2 separate regions of the Mus musculus genome follow, and region 1 is linked to region 2. A link is a contact called in public promoter capture Hi-C data. All regions are on one chromosome and are shown on one strand. The core of a region is the stretch at or near the end of the contact, and the rest is flanking DNA. Distances in the headings are between cores, read along the strand shown.

Region 1 (3,847 bases), core at 901-3,400, 250 kb after region 2:
AGCACCCCCCCCCCACCATTGCTGCCGTAAACAGGCTCTCAGTTCCCACTGGAGAAACGATAGCTGATATCAGGTGGACAAGTCCCTCAGCATCTTCTTTGAAATGCAAACAAAAGAAAAACAAAGGATGAAACCACTTAAAATCAGCAAAATATCGTGGCGCCAGCAAGGTTAGAATAGATTCTTTTTGCTGCCCTCCTGGGCCACCTGGATGTTCAAACCTTGAAATGTGTGGAGGCTCCCCAGGGAAGATTTAAAAAAAACGGCTAGGTCCGGGTGTCCTGCAGTAAAGGGTCTCGCTCAGCTGGAAATAAGTGTATTGACTCAGTGCAGTTTCTATTTTTTTCAGTCCAGGAAATACCGACGAGTTATTGAGATCGTTAACTCTCTCCGAGCTAGAACAAGACCCAGCCAGGCTCATACCGCTTTTCTCAGCCATGCAAAGCGACACGGGCTCCAGGTAGTTCCTAACCCGACACCCACGGTTTCCTTCACACTCACACGCTGCCCCTTCACCATTGCTATCAGAGTATTTAAACACAACCAACCGGTTTGGAACCTTCTGGAAAAGGTCAAGCAGGGTGGATCCCATTTCTACCTGAGTGAGAAAGATACAGCTAAGAGTGGGAGGGGACATCTTCAAGTCCTCCACCCTTCAGATTTAACTCACATTGCCCATTTCTCTGCCTCGTTGTTGGGCTGTTTGTCTTAATGGCATTCAACACACTTGGAGATCCCACTGCCCGTCAGATGGCCTCTGGGAACGATTTGCCCCATCGATGGAGCTCTTACTGCAGAGGTTCGAAATTGGCATCTCTTCTGACCTCCGCGTCTTCGTGCGTCCTGGGCGTTTGGGCTTCAGGCTGCAGATTGTGAGCTTGGTGTAGAATTTGGGGAGCGAGGGGCTTGAGAAGTAATATACAAGGGGATCCAGCATACTGTTCAGGTAGGTGAAGCTCAGGGTGACGTGGAGGGCTGTGTGGACAGAGGGGTCACAGGCACTAGTGGGCACCGTCCAGAGGAAGTAGAGCCTAGCCAGCACGCTGGGCAGGTAACACGTGATGAACACAGAAGCCACCACCATGATGAACCGGGTGGCCCTCCTCATCCGAGCCTGTCTGGTCAGCTGCTGCCTCCGTCTCAGGCTCCAAACAACGTTGACCGAGCAGAACAAGATGATTGTCAGGGGCAGGAAGAACTCCAGCTGGAACATGACATCGTGCCACCCGTTGGCTGACTCCATGATGAAGCTCTCACAGGACGACAGTGTCCCCTGCACACACAGGTGACTCTCCATCAGAAGATACACAGTCCCCAAGATGACCAAAGTCCAGAGGACACAGGCGGTGGCGGCGGCAGTCCGGTTGGAGATGGCATTCACCATATGGTGGGGGTGGACCACTTTGAAATACCTATCCACAGCCACCACAGTGAGGAAGACAATGCTCCCGGCCCTATTCATGGCCAGCTTGAAGAGGACCAGGCGACAGGCGATATCTCCAAAAATCCAGTGTCTGCGTCTGAGGTAGTAGTCTGTCCGAAGGGGTAAGCAGATCATGAGGAGAAAATCGGCCACAGCCAAGTTGAAAAGGTAAATAGTGCTTGACTTCCAGGTCTTCATGTGAAAGCAGAAGCCGCACAGGGCTATGCCGTTGCCCAGGGCGCCAAGCACGAAGACCAGGATGAGTAGAGGAGGCATCACTTGGGAGATGGGCTCCCCCTCGATGAGACAGCACGACCCGTTGTCCATAGCAGTTGGAGAGAGGACTGGCATCCAAGGTGGCCGGCACAGAGGCACAGCTGCCTATCCGAACACTAGGGCTCCTCTAGCAGCTGGGCCCCTAACCTCATCACCCTGGGATGCAGGCGCTGCACCCACGAGAGAAACTTCAGCCAGGAAATGAAAGCCGGCAGCAAGTCCTTTCTCCTAGGCTTGGATCACGAGCTGCACGTCCCCTACAGAGTTGAAGCCTGCAGCTGGGTCAGGCTCTGGGGTGCAAGCGGTTTCCCACGAGTGTACATTTCTGGGTTGCAGCTCGGGGGTCCGACGCTATACATGCTACAGACTCGTTGCTAGATCGAGCCCTGGAGATGACTTTTCTTTTTCTGGTTTTGTCTTTTTCCCTCACGCTCTGCGCTGCAGAATGCTCTGAGCTGCCAGAAGGCTTGCGGGGTGGGGGTGTGGGGGGAGCTTGTTTGCCCTCCCTCCTGGTGGAGAAATCTAAACATTTCCTGGAGTCGTTCTGGGCCTCTGCCTGGCTGCTTTCCTCCCTAACCTTTGCCTGACTACCCGTCCTCCCTCAATCCCCTGGGACACTCCCATGCAGTGCCAGAGAGGGGAGACTGTGCTCTGCGGCCTCTCGGGGCCACTTCCGGTGCCCACACCCAGAAGCACAGCCTCCACTCCTGGGAAGGTCTGCAGAGAAACGCAGTTTGAAACATCCGCCCGGTATTAGAAAAATTCTTTCTGGGCTGAGGGTATAGCTCGGAGACTGCGGCATGTGCAAAACTCTGCGCTTTGGGCTCTAGTCCTTCTGCCACCCCCCTCCAAAGAGATGAAAATGATTTTCTCCTGTCTCCATGAGGCAACCTTTTCTGGAGAAGTCGGGTCCCTGCTCTACTGGGAAGTAGAATCTAGTTAGTTACTTTTGCAAAACTTTGGCTCTGTTTCCAATCGTTGGCTCAGAAGAGGCAAACATCTCCCTATAGCCAGGTAGTGGGGTGAGTATGAAACCAAGCGGTCGCTTAAGGAGTTAATTTCTAAAATAATCACGGGCAAAATGAAACTGTTTAAAAAACTGGAGTCTTTGCCGAAATTTCCTGTCCTTTAGCTTGAGAGAGTGTCCATCTGCCGCCTTTTCCCATGTAGGAAGAATGGGGTGGGGGGAGACGGTGTGCACGGAAAGAACACAGGGGTACCTTCTTCCATATGCTGATTAAAGCTAGATTTGGGCTGGACATGGTAGTGCATGCCCAGAATATGCACGCTTGCGCGCGCGCGCGCGCGCGCACACACACACACACACACACACACACACACACACACACACACACAGACCTTTAAATAAAGATTTGTTTTATTTATGTGTAAGTGCCCATGGAGGCCAGAAGAGGGCGCTGGATCTTCTGAGATGGAGTTACAGGTGGTTGTGGTGGCGAGGTGGGGCTGGGAACTTACTAACACCAGTCCTCGGGAAGAGCAGGAGGTCCTTGCTCTTCACCGCTGAGCCACATCTGCATCACCACTCCATCACCTGTTTTCTTTCTCTTTCTTTCTTTCTTTCTTTCTTTCTTTCTTTCTTTCTTTCTTTCTTTCTTTCTTTCTTTCTTTCTTTCTTTCTTTCTTTCTCTTCCCATCCAGGTGTGGTAGCCCACACCTTTAATCCCAATGCTCTAGAGGCAAAAGCAGGAAGATCTCTGTTCAAGGTCAACTTGGTCTACAGAGCAAGTCCAGGACAGCCAAGGCTACAGAGAAACCCAGCCTGTGGAGAGAAGGGGCGGGAGGGGGGGGACAGGGAGAAAATCCCTTTCAAGTGGCCCAGGTTAGTCCTGACCTTGCTCTACAGATGATGGCCTTGGATCTCTTATCTTCCATCTCCCAACTACTAAGGTTAAAGGCTATGAGTCACCAGCCAGTTAGAATCCCCTTATTTATACCCCCTTTCTGTTTTTCTTCCCACCTTCCTCCCACCCAGTCTTTCCCCTTCTCTGTCTCCTTTCTTTCCCCTCCCTTCACCTCTTCCTGACTTTTTAAGACAGGATCTCTGTAGAGCCCTGCCTTCACCTGAACTCTTCATCCTTGGTGTCACCAGGCCAACTGCTTACATTTTCCCAGTTGAATACTAGA
Region 2 (4,237 bases), core at 577-3,076:
AGCTGTAGGTATGACTGCCCCTGTTTGTCCTGGAACTCTCTATGTAGACCTGCATGGCCTCAAACTCTGTGTGCCAACATGCCTAGCTAAGGCGTGTTGTAAGTAAGTAAGTTACGTTAATTGTATTTGTATGTGTGTGTGTGTGTGTGTGTGTGTGCTCGCCTGTAGGTTTATGTACATCATATATGTGCAGAAGCTCGCCAAAAGACAGGGTCGGATCCCCTGGAACGAGACACCAAGCCTGGCTCCTCCTCAACAGCAGCAGGCAATGCTTAACTGCTGAGCGCCTCTCCACCTTCTAATGGTTTTTCTTTTTTTTTTCCCTTTGTCAAGGCAGGGTTTCTCTGTGTAGCCCTGGCTGTCCCAGAACTTGCTGTGTAGACCGGGCTGGCCTGGAACTCAGAGAGTTGTCTGCCTCTGCCTCCCCAGTGCTGGCACTAAAGGTGTGCCGCCACCACCCTGTTCTGATGGTTATTTTTAAAAGGTCAAAATATACTACTCTTCTATCCCTAAATTTGAAAACCATCTCGGTCTAAAGAAGGCAGTGCTGCATTTACGTCCTCAATGAGCTACCTGGTAAAGTTCATTTCTGAATTTAAAAAAAGTGGTAGATCGCTTCTCGGCCTTTTGGCTAAGATCAAGTGTAGTATCTGTTCTTATCAGTTTAAAAAAAGTGGTAGGGCCTGTTTGTAGCACAGACAGGCCCTGGGCACATTGTACTGGTAGTTTACATTGTTCTGTAAATTTGTGTGCTTAAAATATTTCAAAGTTTCCTTTAAAGATCCAGTGGACAGCCGTCAGAACTCAGCTTTCACTAAATCCTTATGCAAAAGGGTGACCCAATGATCAGCCCAATACTCTATTCTAGCTAACTTGCTTTTTATTATTGCTCCTTCAGAACCACCTTAGAGAGACTTTTCCTATAGCTAGCTTATTTTCAAGTACAGTTACTTAGCAGACTTTTGCTGTTCATCTGTCTTCATGTCCTCATTTAGCTACCACAGCCCTTTCTTCTTTGTCAATAGAACAGCTTCTTCCACAAAAGCCGTTCATCATCAGTCCCAGAGCCTCCACTGGGGGCAGGACTGGGGAAGAGTATCTTGGGGAACTGAGGCTGACATTTGACAGGGCTGGATAACAGGAAATGTGGACGCTTTAGTTTCCTAATCCTTGACAAACAACACACTTGTCTAGTCTCCCAACTCCCCAAACAACACACAAAAAGGAACAGCCCCAGGAGGGGAGGCATGTCTGTTGTAATCCCAGTACTTGGAAGACCAAAATACGAGGACCACTGAGAACTCAAGGCCAGCGTAGGCTATAAAGCCAACTCTAGGCCAACCTGGGCTACAAAGTGAGACCCTGTATTAAACAAACAAACAAACAAACAAATAACAAAAATAAAGCCCACAAGGGACAGGGACATAGTGAGACATGTTGTAATCTCAGCGCTTGAGAGGAAAAGTCAAAAGGACCAGGAACTTAAGGGCAGCTTGGGGTACACAGTGAGACCCAGCCTCAGTTTTCTTGCCACCTCCAGAAAGCAAAGGTTAGATGGTATGGTGGTTGGAATGAGCATGGCCCCACAGGATCATATATATTGACTACCTAATCCCCAGTTGGTGAAACTTTGAAAGGGATTAGGAAGTGGCCTTGTTAGAGGTGGTATATGATAGATGGGGGGTGGGGGCACGCTTTGAGGTTTCAAAGTCTCTCATTCAACCCATGCTCACGGAGCTCGTGCTCCAGCACCACCTCTGCCTACCTGCTGCCAAGCTCCTGCCAGGGTGATCATGGGACTCACACCCTCTGAACTACAACTTCCGGATAAGCTCCTCCCTCTATAAGTAGTCTTGGTCGCGTCTTATCACAATGGGATTCTTCATTGTGGCATAAAAGTACGGTAACAATGCAAATAGCTCTGGGCTCCTGGCCTAACTTGGTGAGAGCACTACTTAGCACAGCATGCTGACTCCTACAGCAGTTAAGAAGCTCTCCAGAGCTCATGTTCTACTTTAATACAGAAATAACCCTATAAGCCAGGGAATGATGCGGGCAGAAAGGGAATAAATAAACTTACAGTGTGGTTTTTGTTTTGGTTGATTGTTTCTGTTTTGTTTTGACAGGGTCTCTTTATGTAGTCCAGGCTGGCCTGGAACTGGACTGGCAAACTTCCTGCCTTATCATTCTAAGTATTTATTATATGCATGTACTACCAGGCCCAGCCTGAGCGTGTGTCTGTGTGTCTGTGTGTCTGTCTCCCTTCTTCCCTCCCTCCTCCTCAGCCCCCCCCCCCTTAAACCTTACATCACTGTTTTAGGAAGTCAGCTCTATTTTAAACAGAGAGTATAAGCTTAAATAGGAGTTTACATCATGGCCAGGAGATAAAGTAGCAGATAAAGTTTCCAAATAATAGGAAACTAAAATTCACACGGCTGGCCATTACTTGCTCTGCTCTCCTCGGAAGAAGCCACACTTGAGAGCCTCAGAGAGTATTCTACTCGAGTGGATGCACCACACAGCTCACGTTAGATCAGGCGTTTTGGAGATGAATGACTTCAACTTAAAAGTAACAAACAATGAAAATAACAAATGAAAAAGGGGGAAAAAAAGGATGGGAGATACCAATACAAACCTTGCTACTTTCAGCGTTCCTTTCAGTCTCTAAGTTTTTAATCTGCTTTTCAGCTCCCTCAAGCTGCTGTCTAAGTGTCTCGAGCTCCAGTTTACCTTCGGAATTGGCTTTCCGAAGCGCATCAAGATCCAAGAGCTTTTCTTTGACAGCACTGAGCTGCGATGTAAAATTACCAATGACCTCGCTTTGTTCAGTGTACTTGGCCTGCAGAACCTCTAGCTCCTTTACCTTAATCTCCGCCTCCTGCAGTTTGTTTAGCGTGTCCTCCATTTCCACTAGGTGCTGGTCTTCTGCACTGTCCAGTCTCGCTTTGACGGCCTCCAGGCTGTCCTCCTTCTCTTTAATGATCTTCATCAGCTTGGCCTGCATGGTCTCCATCTCTTTAGCATGAGCAGACCGCTCAGAGTCCTGTTTACTCTGTAAACTTTCTATTTCGTGCTGGTAATCTAGTCTCAGTCTCTCTATCTGTGTCTTTAACTCAGCAAATTCAGCGGAGTCCGTTCCAATGCCTTTGCTAAAGGACACCTTCAGCTCCTCCATTGCCTGCTGGTGGGATGCTATGGCGGTCTCCAGTTTGGACTTCCATAGAGCTATCACATCGGAGTTCTCCTTATTAGCGTGGTCGAGCTTGCTTCTCAGGGACTCGTTCTCTTTGGAAAGCTTCTCAGTGGCCGTGTGCAGAGCCTTGATCTCCTTCTGAAACGCCTCCTCTCGAGCTCCGAAGTGTTCCTTCAAAGAAGTCATCTCGCCCTGGTGGTCAGTATGGATGGCTTCTAGCTTTTCTTGCAAAGCACTTATTTCTTGCAAAAGGGAGAGAGACATATCCACATCCCCAGGAGGTTTACTGGACTCTAGCCTTCTTCGGAGCTCAGCTACTTCCTGTGCTCTCAATGCTAGGTCCTTTTCTAGTTCCATTATTCGGGACTTTTCTGAGACGGTAGCCACCTATTAACAGCGGTCATAAGAGACAGAGAGCACTGATGATTTTCCTTATTTACCAAACACCCAGAGTCAAGCAGAGCCCGCCTATCACATGTAAGGGTGAACGTCTCGGGCTCGCACAGGGAGATAATGGCTTAAGCTCAATTCCGGAAACTCTACTGCATAATTACTATAATCGTCAACAAACTCCTACCGTGCTGAAGTCTCACGTGGATATTGAGTTTATCTCACTCCAACAATATCTGTCTCAACTCTAAGGAAGCTTAAACTGGAAGTTCTCATTAACTGATAAGAAGTTAACAGAGACAGTAGCTTCCAAATAAGAGATTCAGTAATCTGCCTGCCTCCTGGAAGCAAGACTGCTCATTTGGTCAGTTTGTTCTGTTGCCTTTACCCAGACTGCTTTCAGGAGCGCTTTAGGTGCTACTCCACCTGAGGAGCGATTCAAGCCCACTGTGCACACAGTCATTAGCCACAGGTGTCTCATCTAAAGCAAGCCGTGCCATGAGACACAAATCAGGATTTGAAAACTCAGAGAGAGGGCTGGAGAGATGGCTCAGCGGTTAAGAGCACTGACTCCTCTTCCAGAGGTCCTGAGTTCAATTTCCAGCAACCACGTGGTGGCTCACAACCACTGTAATGGGATCTGATGCCCTCTTC

What was found. Promoter capture Hi-C pulls out the DNA fragments that hold promoters and counts their contacts.
Region 1: a contact with region 2 is called in a promoter capture Hi-C map of the HPC-7 cell line. The contact joins the promoter of Hcar1 here to the enhancer-like site in region 2. A contact is called at or near these places in 12 of 39 promoter capture datasets (the 3T3-L1 cell line, the C10 cell line, the HPC-7 cell line and 9 more), 1 of 15 datasets of contacts at CTCF or cohesin (large pre-B cells), 2 of 115 datasets of contacts at active chromatin or transcription factors (double positive thymocytes and microglia) and 2 of 9 other capture datasets (adipose tissue and liver).

Annotation. Positions count from the first base shown.
Region 1 is chr5:123,877,853-123,881,699 of GRCm38.p6, forward strand. It overlaps Hcar1 (hydrocarboxylic acid receptor 1), which reads right to left and starts at 2,151. Exons shown (of 1, transcript NM_175520.5): 1 at 1-2,151. The coding sequence starts at 1,750. The coding sequence ends at 719.
Region 2 is chr5:123,627,590-123,631,826 of GRCm38.p6, forward strand. It overlaps Clip1 (CAP-GLY domain containing linker protein 1), which reads right to left. Exons shown (of 24, transcript NM_019765.5): 9 at 2,636-3,580. It also overlaps the pseudogene Gm24840. Among named protein-coding and RNA genes, the nearest start is that of Clip1, 55 kb to the right of the region's middle. Within about 2 kb of position 1,827, at least 8 of the 459 cell types and tissues checked have an H3K27ac peak or open chromatin away from gene starts, as enhancers often do. A contact at or near this core is called in adipose tissue, where this site is marked.